Regions from separate parts of the Danio rerio genome. Here region 1 is linked to region 2. The links are chromatin contacts, called in public HiChIP or PLAC-seq maps. All regions are on one chromosome and are shown on one strand. Each heading gives the region's core, a stretch centred on a gene start, on an enhancer-like site or on the middle of the called end of the contact. The rest is flanking DNA. Distances are from core to core; before and after follow the strand shown.

Region 1 (6,898 bases), core at 984-3,483, 68 kb after region 2:
AATGTAGGCTGCAGACTAATTTAAAATCATTAAACCACTCTGGTAAAATCAATTCAGAGATTGTAGGAAAATGAGCCTTAATTAGTGGCAGTCTAATGTCTGGACCACATGACACCCGAAAATTTGTAGGGGGTGGGTTAAAAAAAAAAAAAAAACTTTTTATCCCTACTTCTCGTTATACCTCTCTATATTTATATTGCTGTTTTTTTTTGACCATACTAGAATTTAGAAAAGGTGTTTGGCATGAGCACCGACACTACATTTTTGCAGCCTTAAAACGTCCTAAAATAAGTGCAGAGAAAGGTGATTAATTAGTTAGCCAATGATTTTTCCCCTTCTTTCAAGCATTGTTTATATAATGTCAGTCTTTATAGGAGTATTCAGATGTTTGATGAACCAAGCTTTGTTGAAGTGAACTCGCATTCACTTGAGAAGTTAATCAAGAGTAACATTTTGGGCAGAATCTGATGGTACATTAACAAAATATGAATAGCCCTCCAATAATTATTGTATATCACTATAATCCATATTTACTGATTTGTTTTTAAGTGTAATTTTAGTTGCACTTCTTAAAACTGACCTAAAACTTCACTCCACTAGACCTAAACGACAATAAACATGAAGAACAGTTTACACCACACCACTCCACGTTCGTGTCCTCTTTTTGGCCATTAATGAGAGTAAATGTGTTTGTTTGGTGGGTCGATTTAAGTTGCTTTATTTCCGACTCGGCTCTATGCCATTTAGTATGCACTTAAGGTAATGGAAAGCAGAAAAATATCATGGGAACCCTGTAGTCTGCTGTTCAACCAATCGTGAACAGCTGGATTATGCCTCACAAAACCTTTTAATACCACTGTTCACTAATGATCCGGACCGGCGGCCCTTTAATCCCCACTACATTAATTAAAAAGAGCACGAGCCCTTGGAAGATCATGCCATCTGCTGCTGTTTCATTCCACAGACAGATTGTGTTTGGTGCTTATTTAAAACTGAATTTCTTTACTTGTCAGGGAAGGCAGGAAGAATGAGAAAGGGATAAGACTGCTGGAATTACAGAGAAACTAATTATGCTGAAATACCGTAAAGTCTTTGACTTAGCTTTGTTGTGCGCTCTGGTAGGCAAGCATGAATTTTGATAAAAACTTGTAGTTTGTGCAGTAGCTGAGAGAGCTCAAACAGACTGCAAGTTAAGAAAATGTGCAATTAGAAAAACACAATTTTAGAAAACATCTTCAACAATTTGACAACATGCTAACGCAAATTCTCATAACATACGGTATTATCTGAGAGGTGAGTTTAAGTTATTGTAATATCCAGGTTGTATGGGTTCTTGTTCTTTGTATATTATTGTAGCATTACAAATTACTCAATTAATGTTAAATTAAACTATTTTAATGCCATGCTAGCAAGAGTTTTATTTCATTTCACTTTAATTGTGCAGTTCATCAGATTATTAAGGCTAAAAATAATTAAGCAACAAAGAACTGATTAGTATGTTAAAAGCAATAAACTAAAAAGCAGACAGGTTTATCATTTTTTAAAATGTGATATTTGTAGAGCACTTCTGTATTTGCATGTGTTGTGAGAATAAAAAATCTAAAATATTAATTGAATTTTAAAAAACTAAAATATAGAAACTTATTTGCATTTTGGCCAATTGTTTAGACACCAACAATATTTTGCAGAATTCTGTGTCAGCGCCCCCAAAAAAGATAGCATCTAAACTACAATAATTTGTGTTGTGTTTTGATGCTTAGTTTAAAACATGACAGCCTAATTGTTGCCTCAGATTCCTCATATAAAGTCAGTTAATTTCGGATTAATTTATTACAAATATAAACATTACATTCATAGTATTAAGTGTTTTAAAGGTAGTCTGGTAACTGTTAAAAAATATGACAACTAGCTGGCAAATGTTAATAATTCTATATTTAAATTACATTTTAATAAAATGTATTTATTTATGTATTTATTTATTTTGTTTCCGTGTGCGTAATGGGAGACACATCATTAATCATTAATTAATCTAATATTAAATGTAATAAGAAATGCAATGAAAATGAGAACACAGAGGGGGGAAATGCATAAAAATAAGTGTTTACTGTTTACCTCCTCCCTTTCTGTCTCCCTCGTCCAAACACACGCACACTCTCTCACTCTGGCGCACGTGCCATTGGCCAAAGGAGCGCGCACTTGTGCTAAAGTACGCGGTTCAGTGACTTACCACTCCAATGTCCAATGTCAATAGCGTGGTCTTTCTCTCTCCTGATTTGAGTGTTTTTTTTTTGTTTTTTTTTGCTAAATTTATCTACCTTTTTAAAGCTATAACTATGCGTGTTTTGTTTGGTCTTTCACCTTAATGCGCGCGTTAGAAAGGAGCCTGTTTTAATGGAGAAGCGGATGTGGACATGGCAGGTAACCTGCCTGGCGCTCATCGCATCTCTGATGGATGTAGTTCTGGCACAGATTCGTTACACGATCCCCGAGGAACTGGAGCACGGGGCATTTGTTGGAAATATCGCGGAGGATCTGGGACTAGACACTAACAAACTTTCAGTCCGACGATTCAGAATAGTCTCGGGCGCAAAAAGACAATATTTAGAGGTAAATTTAGAAAACGGGGTTTTGTTTGTCAATGAAAGAATCGATCGAGAGGAGTTGTGCGAACAAAATCCATATTGTTCATTCCACCTCCAGGTTGTGATCGAAAACCCGTTGGAACTGTATAGGGTGGAAGTTGAAATATTTGACGTCAACGACAACTCTCCCGTTTTTCCATGGAGCGAGTTTAACCTGGATATCTCCGAATCTGCCGCGCCTGGATCACGCTTCCCGCTGGAAAGCGCGCAGGATCTTGATGTCGCGGACAACTCTTTGCGCTCGTATTTGTTAAGCGTAAACGAACACTTTGTCCTGGATGTCCAAACGCGAAGCGATGGGAGCAAATTCGCAGAACTCATCCTGGAAAGCCCACTGGACCGGGAGCAGCAGAAAACTCACCTTATGGTGCTTACAGCGGTGGACGGCGGCTCGCCAGAGAGATCTGGAACCGCGCAAATAAACATAACTGTACTGGATGCCAACGACAACGCACCTGTGTTCGACCAGAACTTTTATAAAGTAAGGCTGGCTGAAAACGCACCACGGGGAACAGTCGTAATAAAACTTAACGCCACCGATCTCGATGAAGGACCCAACGGGGAGATCACGTACTCTTTTAGCGGCCACGCGCCCATGAGAGTGCGCGAGCTGTTTAGCGTGGACTCTCGGACTGGAGAAATCAAAGTAAAGGGACTTATAGATTATGAAAAGGCACGAATGCATGAGATTTACGTGCAAGCCAAAGACAAGGGACCGTCCGCTGTAGCGGTGCACTGCAAAGTTATGGTGAACATCATAGACGTCAACGACAATCTTCCAGAAGTGATTCTCACATCTGTATCTACGCCAGTCCAAGAAGACGCGCCCCCCGGCACAGTGATCGCCGTCATCAGCGTCATGGATAAGGATTCTGGAGAAAACGGGAATGTGGACTGTGAAATTCCACATCATGTCCCCTTTCAACTTCATTCTTCTTTTAAAAATTATTATACATTGGTTACATGCGATTTTCTAGACAGAGAGAGCATTTCAGAGTATAACATCACTCTTACTGCGCGTGATATGGGCTCACCGCCTCTTTTTACGCGGAAAACTATTTTAGTACAAGTGTCAGATATCAACGATAACGCGCCGCGTTTCAAGCAGCCCTCCTACACGGTCTACCTGACCGAAAACAACGCACCAGGAGCATCCATCTGCACCATCACCGCGCAAGACGCGGACGCGGACCAGAATTCCTACTTATCCTATTCAATTCTGGAGAACGACATACACGGGATGCCAGTGTCCACCTATGTGTCCATCAACTCAGACAACGGCAACATTTACGCGCTGCGCTCATTCGACCACGAGCAGCTCAGAAACTTTCAAATCGTGGTTCAAGCAGAAGACGCAGGTTTCCCGCCTCTGCGCGCGAATGTAACCGTGAACGTGTTTGTTTTGGACCAGAATGACAACCCTCCGGTCATTGTGTCCCCGATGCCTGAGAACGACACTGCAGCGGTTGTGGTTGTCCCTCGATATGTTGACGCCGGATACCTGGTGGCGAAAATCACCGCCATGGACGCGGACGCGGGGCAAAACTCGCGTCTGTTTTATGAAGTCCTCCAAGCTACAGATGCTAGTTTGTTCAGCGTTGCCTTGTACACTGGAGAGATCAGGACAATTCGCCGGTTGATGGACAACGACCCCAGGAGACACAGGCTGGTGGTTTTGGTCAAGGACAACGGTCAGCCGCCGCTCTCGGCCACGGCCTCCATCATGTTGTCAGTTGTTGACAGTGCGCCAGAATCCTCGCCTGATTTTGGTGACCTCGCGCTCAGCCCTCACTACCGGTCAAACCTAACGCTGTATTTAATCGTGTCTCTGGGCGCAGTTTCATTCACATTTCTCGTGGCTATTATTGTCCTGGCTTCAATCAAGGGATGCAAGGACGGTAACTCGTGCTGTGGGTTTCATACGAAGGACTCCGAGAGCGAAGTCATTAAAAAGTCGAACCTAAACATTCACATATCACCGGGATCCATTAAACGGGATCAATTCAACGCGAACAACCCAATGGGCCCAAATTACTGCTATAAAATGTGTTTAACTCCAGAGTCGTCGAAAAGTGACTTCATGTTTCTCAAGCCCTGTAGTCCGACAGGAACATCTTCTCGAAACAACATTAAGGAGATTGAAAACAAAACCCTGACCTGGAGCTCAGGCAGCCACAGTACTAGTACAAGAAATGGGACGACCTCCCCAAACGAGGCAAGTAATCAATCAATCAATCAATCAATCAATCAATCAATCAATCAAAAAAGCAAGATCAACGGAGTAACCACTAGAGGGAGACTCCAGATATTTTTGTGCTTTATAATCAACCCAGAAACTGGTATTTATTAAAAAATAAAAAACAAGTAAGAACTAAACAACAACAACAACAATAACAATAACAACAACAATAATAATAACAATAATAATAATAATAATAATAATAATAATAATAAGAAGAAGAAGAACATAAGGTAATGATATGAACTGTAAAAGTAGATAATTACTAAATATTAGTAAACAAGATTTCTTAATAAATGCAATATGAATATTCATTCATTAATTTTCTTTTTTCCGCTTAGTCCCTTTATTAATCAGGGGTCACCACAGTTAAATGAACCACCAACTTATCCAGCAAATGTTTTACGCAGCGGATGCCCTTCCAACTGCAACCAGGGGGCGAATTACAGGGCGGTTTGGGGGGTCTGACCCACCTAATTTACGCTTGATCCCCCCTGAAGGACATCAAAACAAGATGGGGGTCTGCCCTTTAATAGTTATCAAATAGTTTGCTCTGATCTCTATCTTAAATAATATTCATAATTAAAATTATAGATAACTTCAACACCACCAATATAAGGGTTCATACCATTGTGAATGCAAGTTTGCGGCAACAATATTCATTCATCTGTTTAATAACAGCAAATCTAAAGCACCAAAAGACAGTCTAAATGTTTACGAAACAAGTTTCTTTGAAAAAGGCATTTGTAGGTGTCTGTAAAACAAGATGCCTTGTTTGTATTTTATTATACACAAGCTCGCACATGGAAGTTAAACAGTAAAATAAAAAATATGTGCAGTCTTTCATGGTCATCCATTAATAGGTGCAAGAAAGCAAACCACTCTCTGTTTATTTAATATAAATTTGGTTCACTGAGACATTTTACCAAACATAACCAAAAAAACCACTGTGCCACCGTGACGCACAATATAAATATAATATTTCATATTATTAATAATATAAATTAAGTAGAAATAATGCATGTTAATTTAAATAATGTTATTTACATTACTAATTTTACCAATGTAAAACTATAATATATTTTAATATAATAATAAAAGTATTAGTAATATTAAATGTACTATTATATAATAACAATACAACATAATAGTAATCAATAACAACAGAATTTAAACAATATAATTAAAATTAAATAAAATATTGATATATAATAATATTAATATTAATAAATATAATTATATTAAACAATAAAATACAATGATATTGAATTAAAATACATATCAACAATATGAATTAAAATAAAACATAATTATATTAATAATATTATTATCATAAGGTGGCATGGTGGCTCAGTGGTTACAACTGTCACCTCACTGCAAGAAGGTCCCGGCTGGGCCAGTTGGTATTTCTGTGTGGAGTTTGCATGTTCACCCATGTTTGCGTGTGTATGAGTGTGTGTGTGTGTGTGAATGCAAGAGTGTATGGGTGTTTTCCAATACTAAGTTATGGCTGCAAGGGCATCTGCTGCGTAAAGCAAATGCTGAAATAGTTGGCGGTTCATTTCGCTGTGGTGACCCATGAAAAATAAAAGTCTTAGCTGGAGGAAAAATGAATAAATGAATATTATTGTGATACATTCATTTTCTTTTCAGCTTGGTTCCTTTATTAATCAGAGGTCGCCACAGCAGAATGAACCACCAACTTATCCAGCATATGTTTTACGCAGTGTATGCCCTTCCGGCTGCAACCCATCACTGAGCAACATCCATACACTCTCATTCACACACACTACACTACGGACAATTTAGCTCACCCAATTCCCCTACAGCACGTCTTTGGACTTGTGGGGTAAACCGGAGTACCCGGAGGAAACCCACATGAACACAGGGAAAACATGCAAACTCCACACAGAAATGCCAACTGAGCCAGCTGTGGCTTGAACCAACAACCTTCTTGCTGTGAGGCAACTGTGCTACCCCATTATTATTGCCATTATATATAAAGTTAAATCAAATT
Region 2 (7,443 bases), core at 1,441-3,940:
ATATACAAACGGAGTCTTTATTTCGATTACTCTCTGGAAAGGAATGTATTTTTTTATCTGTTATCTAAATCTGTAGAATAATGCTGACAATAATTTTAAATACACTTTGTTGGACCCTTTTACGTAATATTTACTTTTCCATATAGCCAGTGTGGGCTTCTAGGTAAAGTTGTATAATGTTAACAGTCCTGTATGTGTTTGTTTTAGACTGGTCAGGAGCATGAGCTGATCGAGAGCATGCCGCTGCTTGAGTGGTTTGCCAATAACTACAAGAAGTTTGGGGCCACGCTGGAAATTGTTACAGACAAAAGCCAGGAGGGCTCGCAGTTTGTGAAAGGCTTTGGAGGCATCGGTGGTAAGAAAATTTAAATAATAAAAAAAATTAATATTGATTGTTTCAATTAGAATTGGTGATATTGACATATCTTGTTGTCCTCAGGAATCTTGAGGTACCGGGTGGATTTCCAAGGCATGGAGTACCAGGGAGACGACGATGAGTTCTTTGATTTAGATGACTACTAGGTAGTCGGGACTGACATAAAATTCAAATATAAGATTTTCCCCCCTTCACCTACCCCGCAAACGGCAGGGGAGCGAAGGAGATCGAATCAGCAGGAGGGAGAATGATGAGAAAATGGCGGATGGTCTGCGTGTCCCTGGCTTTAGAATACAGCGACTCCATCTCTGGACTGGAAGAGACTGAGTTTTCTCCTCTCCACTAATTACTGGGTCATCGCAACAAGCATGGCCGTGGCCCGTCTGCCTGTCCTGCCTCAGCTCTTCACGAAAACACTCTAGGCTTTCAGATCTACTTTTTTTCTTCCCTTCTAATCTCACTCCTTTCTTCCTTTGCCTCTCCTTTTATAATGGCATCTGCTGCTGTTGTATTTTATTCAAATGTATTATATTTTCTCTTATTCAGTGTATGAAGAAAGCAGTAGCAAACGATTAGATCCATACTGCTTACCTAGCCACCTCAAGCCCATTGCCAGGCCTGCGTTCTAATTCCCTGGTTAGCCCACACTTGATTTGTTGCCTTGTTTTCTGCTGTAAACCAGTGTGGTGGTGGTGGTGATGCACTCTGAGCCAGCGGTACACCCTGCTCCTCCTCCCATCGCAATGTGCCCACTTTGAGGCGTTTCTCGCTTTCAAACGGACCATAGAGTAACTGGACCCATCTCCATGAAGACCGAGAACCATCTTTCACAGTACATTGCCCTCACTTGTTTTTTCCTCAGCTCCCAGGAGATGCAACTTCTCGAAATAAACTATATATGAGTGCCTGAATTTTGCAGTTTGTGAGATGTGACAGCACAGTTGTACCAGCATCTGGACCGTAACTTCAGCCTCCTGCTGTTTCCGAACATAAAAATCTTTAGCTCGAGCCTTCAGCACTCATTTGGTTATACGATGGCTTTACCGGCAGAACACATGCATGGGAATGTCCATTTGGACCGATTATGGGGTGGGGGGTTACTGTGTTAACTGTGATGTGTGAGTGAGTAAACGTCAGTTCGGCTGTTTAATTCCCTCTTAGAAGTCACTTCCTGAGCCTGTGACCCACCACAGACTTACAAGCCTCTAATTTCTTTCCACTTTCTTTTTTGTCCAGTTATATTTTAACAGCAGATTGGTTTTTAGAAAGACGAGCCGCAAATCAGTGATTCTGGGCCTTTAACAATTGTGGCATGATTGGGTATTCTGATGCCAACTAAGAAAAATATAACCAAATAATGTAAAAGTAAAAAAAAAATAGAATTGAAACGTGGGCCCACGATATTTTAGCAAATATTATGTTGTATATTTTCTCATTTTCTTTGATCCATCACTATTTTGTATAAATCATTTGTTACATCTGGACACAGACATTAAACGTTCTCATTGTTTGCAAATTGCACTTATAGCTTGTTTATTTTGCAAAGCTATTCTGAGTTTTATGGGTTCAAAGTTTGAAAAGATTATTTCTAAAGTCTTTAGAAGTTGAGGAAGCTAATTAAATTCTTTACATTTCACTCATCTTGTTTCAAGCCTATGAGTTCATTTTTTTCTGTTAAATGCAAAAGGAGGATGTTTTGAAGAAAGTTGAAAACGTGTATACGTTATTTATTTTTCTTTGCATGTCAATCCTACAAGTTTACAGCATTCTTCAGACAATCGTTTTTTATTTAACAGAAAAACTCAAAAGACTTGTAACTACTTGAAGATGAGTGAATTTAGCTTAGAGGTGGATTATCACTTTAATAATTCAAATGGAAAGCTAAGGTTATTCACTTTTTATGCTTTTATTCATTTCAAAATTTATAGATGTAAAAAAATATATATATATATTGTCACCACCAAACGTCCAAGAATATTCCTCATAATATATGTGAATCATTGGGGATAACCCCATTCTTTACCCTAGCACCAGACGGCGCCCAATCCCTGTTGGTTTTACAACATGCACAAAACCCTTTTTGTCATTTGCCGACCAACCACAGATGTTCTTACAAATGATATCCCACTTCGATTATGACGTAGCGCGTCAGTACCCGCTTTGTACCTTAGCAGCAGAAATGACCCAATCACAACGCGGACAACGCCCATTTGTTCACGTTTGGTTATTAGACGTCCAATCGGGTGATCCGACTCATAGCTCACTCCCGCCGCCTTCTTTTGTGACGCGTTTGTGTCGCAGGGCGGGGTTTCCATTTTCACTGCGAGTTTCGGGGAACAAACATGGAGACGGAGATGGAGGACAAAACCTTAGAGCAGATGGTAAGTGTTTGGGCGCTCTTTAAACAACATTTTCTATCAGCGTCTTCACACTTTAGAGATTTCAAATACACACGTCAGGTTATAAACGCAACATGGTTGAATGTAGGCAGCTTGTGGAGTAGGTAGGGATCGGTTGTGGGGGAAGGAGGGGTGAGGAGAGAAATGGCTGGCTCGGCTGACAGGGAGGGCCCTACTGTGTACCGCCGCTTCCCTTGGTCGCTTTCACTTCTCCCGTGTGTTCCTCTTGATTAAACAGCTGAGGCGAGTATATAGGGCAGCAGTTGTTGTCGATGGGGGTTGAGGCTTTTTTAGCTAGAAGCGGAGGCGGAAAGAGGGAAACTGCCGCGGCATCGTGGTGAGTCTGAGTCTCATCGACTTTAGCCGGCGACTGGAGCTCTACTGCGGCGTCTCTGCGCCACTCAATCCAGCCCGAATTTTTGGATCCAAGACGAGTTGTGGTTAGAAAAACTCGCAGAAATAATAGCTTGGCGCAAAATTACCGTTTTGTATATACTAGTAAGTGTCTTTTTACTACTCACGACTCAATTTGACTGTAGTTTACAGCTGCGTAATAGGAAGTAACCGCTCGGGCTGTCAATTTCTAATGACGTTTCTGTTCCAAACGATGAGCGAATATACAAACATTGTGGTTTGTTGCTCGAGGAGTTGTTGAAAACAAGTAATTATATGTTTTAGTAACCAAAGATATTTGTAGTGAAATGCAGACATTCGTTGATGGTGAGAGAAAAAAGAATTATAGCAAGCAGCTAGGTGGCTAACCACATCAACCCATTAGCATTTGCAAGCTACTAACACTATCAAACAAAGTTTAACTTTGTTTAGGCTTAATGAAAGTTCTACAATAGCCTTTTTAATTTTAAGAAGGTTTATTATTACAATTTCACGTGAGCCACTTGCTATATTGAAATATGTTCCTTTAAAATACAAATGACTGATCCCTAATTGCATAAAAAATACTTTGAAAGTAACTTCATTACTTAGTAATTTGATTACTTGACTGCGTAAAGTATCTCTAAATCTCAACATGGACAATAGAAATTAAACTTTTACTTATTTAAATGCTAGTCCCTTCAGCTGTAAAATTTACAACTAAAGAAAAGTAAACTTCATATGCATTAACGCACTAAACATTTCAAAATAATGACATATTTTAAACATGCCATTTTGTATTTCATTTTTACCAGTTTATTAAGCATGTTCAGGTTCTTTCATAAATTGATTTATACAGAGCTGTTGTATTGACAGTATCTTAGGCAAGTACACTGTAAGTAACTAATTAAATGATCAAAATGTAAAGATTTTTTTCAGTTGAAAGATACATTTATTACAGTAACTAATTACAAACACTGGACACTACATGCTAAATACTTTTTTTCTTATTTCATAGACTTTTGAGACAATTCTAAGAAAACATCCACAAACACTTTTTTTCATCAGTGTATACATTTGTGTTTGTACATTTCAATTGTAATGCATATTTAAAATTTTAGTTTCTCTCATTCTCTGAGCCATTTGTCACTTCATAATTACTTGGATGCACTAAATTTTACACTATTATTCTTACCAAAGGTTTTTGCATAGGGAAATATTAACACCGATATTAGACAGTTAATATTTTGTCAAATATTCATGTCAGATTCTATTTATTATTGTTTTGTGTGGTCACATTGTTCTCTGAATTATGGGGCGATATCAAAAACATCCACCCCAAAAAGCTTTAAAAATATTAGCATGAATTTATGCTTTGATCCACTTCATCCAGTGTTAATTGTTTTGCCAGAAATTCATGCAGAATATTTATATTTTATTAGTCTCATATGCACTCCCCCCCCCCCCCCCCCTCCTCTTTTTTGCTTTATTAACAAGAACCAGCATAGAGTTTCATTATACAAAAAATCACTTCATTTTTTTTAAGAAAGATTAAATGGAAAAAAGAAGAAATAAAATAATGTATAAAAACAATTTTATGCGAAAATGTTAAAGGAGAAGCATATGGTAACGGTTTTAATTGCTTTTCTATTTTTAGACTTTGAAATCACTTTTATGTACATTTGAATCTCTTTTTTTTTCTAGCACCATGAAGAGAGGTTCGCTTTTGGCAAACTTGTATTCATGAATGTAAAATTTACATAATAATAAAAAAAAAGTTTATAATAAAACCAGCATCTTTTAAAGGGTGATCCTTAACATAACCAAAAATCATGTTTATAAGATAATGGAAATGATTTCAAAATTTTATGAGCAATAAAAACTTCAACATTAATCTAAAAGAAGTTGAGTATATCGGCAAGACCAAAATAAATATGAAATAGTTTCTAGTCTCATTTGCACATCTAACTACATTTTAGAAAAATTTTAATACTCAGTTTTTTTCATTTCATGTAATCAGCCATATGTGATATCTGTGTAGTCTTATGCTGAACTTTAGATAAAATACCTGTTCTGATCTTATACATTTAAATAGTGTGTTTTACATTTTTGAATATTCTCTTAATTAGTAAAGCTGTCTCTGGATTAATATCTGTACTAGTCAATACAATAACATTATAGAATCAGTTTTGCAAAGTGGATTTGATTCTTGTTGCCATGGATACAGTGAAAAGGGTAGGAGTGAATGCTCTTGAGTTTGTCCACTTGAATCGTGAAGCTTGAGGAAGATAGATAAATGGCTTTTACTCGAAGATAACAAGCCATGTATATTTGTGTGTGTGTGTAGACTGCTGAGAACTCTTAATGAATCGGAAACTTCCTGCTCTGCTGACCTAGAAAGATGACTTGAAATGGATTTGTCATCCCTGGAGTTGGCATTAGTCAGATATGGTTATAATTGTTAACTGAAACTAAGTCATACTTTCTCATTGTCACTAAAGTAACACAGTCTTGCTTCACTTGATTTCACTCAGAGAGGTTTTGCTGGAGTTTGAAAAGGGGTATTTTGTTGTTATTTTAATATAAAAAAAAATACTAGGAAGCATTTCATGTAGTTGCCAAGGCAACAGTTTAAGTACTAAAATCAAAGACTATAGAATGCACTGTAAATACTTTGCTAAAATAACAAATGGATTAAATATAAAACGAAAATTACAAAACATTCAACAAAGTAGGAAAAACAAACATTAATTTATTCCAGAGTTTTTGCCTGAGTTTATTATCGCCAAAAACTTACTCCCACAAAGATGTTACTTTATACAAAAATATTTTATATTTTTAAATAATTGATGATAATGATGATGATAATAAAAATACATGTGATTTAAAAACACTAAATAGTAATGCAAAATGGATAAAAAATATAGAATTTGAGTAACTTGAATGCTGAAATCTCACCAATGCTCTTTAATAATGACAATGTCTTGCTTCAGTATCACGATTTATATAACAGCAGCAATTTTTTTGCGGTTTTTAAAAATATTACATCTGTAATGTCACACCAGTTTATTTAGTCCAGTGAGCTTTTGCCCATAATAGTAGAGTTTGGCTGATATTCACAATCAGATTGGTGACTAGGGCTGTCACAATAATCAATATATAATATATGGACTTCTCTCACAACACATGGACATGACCTCTGTCGTTTTTGGTGATGCTATATATTTTACCCATATATAAAATCATATTCTAGCAACAGTTTAGCTGATTGCAACATCTTGATTAAAGGTGTCAGTGTCAGTATGGTTAAACACTATAGTATTTACATAAATTATTTTAGTATATTTCATGGGGGTGCCTGATGACTGAAAATACATGTGGTAGCAAATATCGCAGCCTCTGTTTTTATTTAATTTTATTTATTTGTTTGTTTAGAATATAGGTTTTCACATTGTGATTCCAATGCCTAATTATTAAATCTTTTAAATGACTAAATATTCTTATGAATATAATGTGTTCTTTGGAAGAGTGTACTTGTATTATGATGATATTATATTGTCTTTCTGGCATTTTATGAGTGGCATAAAATGGTCTTAAAATGACAGTAATATCGTTTATCGCAATATATTTTAGTGTCCTAATGGTGACTACATATTAACGCAGGTGCTGAGTCGTGGATACTGAGCTTAAAGATATGGATGGCATAATTTCGGTCGTGCCTGTATTTGGGATGTAAGCATATCCTAGTGGTGGCCTTGGCTGTGGGACAGCTGTTGACACGTTACCCAAACACCTACACGCCCTGCCCCATCCCACATCTCCGCCGCATGCTGATGGAGAGTCTGTCCGATTATTCAGCACTCCCAGATCGTAGGCCGGCACTTGTTCCTTTCAGCTGCTTTCCAACAAACAATGTGGTGTGATTATTAACATATGAAAGCAGATGATGAAAGTCTTTTATGTTTAGGAGTGCTTTCAATTCATATTGCAGTGCATGTTTGATTTAAAACAGACATTACTGTTGATTTCTGAATTAATGCATTTGTTTCTTCTTCGTCTGCAGAACACCTCTGTCATGGACCCGCAGACTGCAGACCGCTCTCCAAAGATCACATTGATTAAGGTGAGGTGGACGAGTGGTGCCTCAGGTTTGAATGTCACAGGCTGTTAAGAAAATAAACAAATACAACAATAAGGGTCATTTGAGTTGCCTCTCCCTGGGCTTTAAAGGATTTTTCTTATTCAATTACTGTTGACTAAGGGGTTGTTTCACCTAAAATGTGCATGGTAAACACG

The links. HiChIP or PLAC-seq counts read pairs in DNA pulled down with a chosen protein or histone mark.
Region 1: an H3K4me3 HiChIP or PLAC-seq map of gastrula embryo shows a contact between it and region 2, with 2.5 times the contacts expected there. The contact joins the promoter of LOC100006777 here to the promoter of fbxw11b in region 2. A contact is called at or near these places in 2 of 4 datasets of contacts at active chromatin or transcription factors (embryo and gastrula embryo).

The regions. Positions count from the first base shown.
Region 1 is chr10:26,379,673-26,386,570 of GRCz12tu, forward strand. It overlaps LOC100006777 (protocadherin-10), which reads left to right and starts at 2,234. Exons shown (of 4, transcript XM_021479329.3): 1 at 2,234-4,857. The coding sequence starts at 2,392. The region is part of intron 5 of LOC141376355 (a long non-coding RNA gene); the gene reads right to left.
Region 2 is chr10:26,311,592-26,319,034 of GRCz12tu, forward strand. fbxw11b (F-box and WD repeat domain containing 11b) reads left to right here and starts at 2,691. Exons shown (of 13, transcript NM_213504.2): 1 at 2,691-2,757; 2 at 7,211-7,270. The coding sequence starts at 2,719. etf1b (eukaryotic translation termination factor 1b) reads left to right here. Exons shown (of 11, transcript NM_201460.2): 10 at 208-355; 11 at 440-1,892. The coding sequence ends at 522. The region is part of intron 5 of LOC141376355 (a long non-coding RNA gene); the gene reads right to left.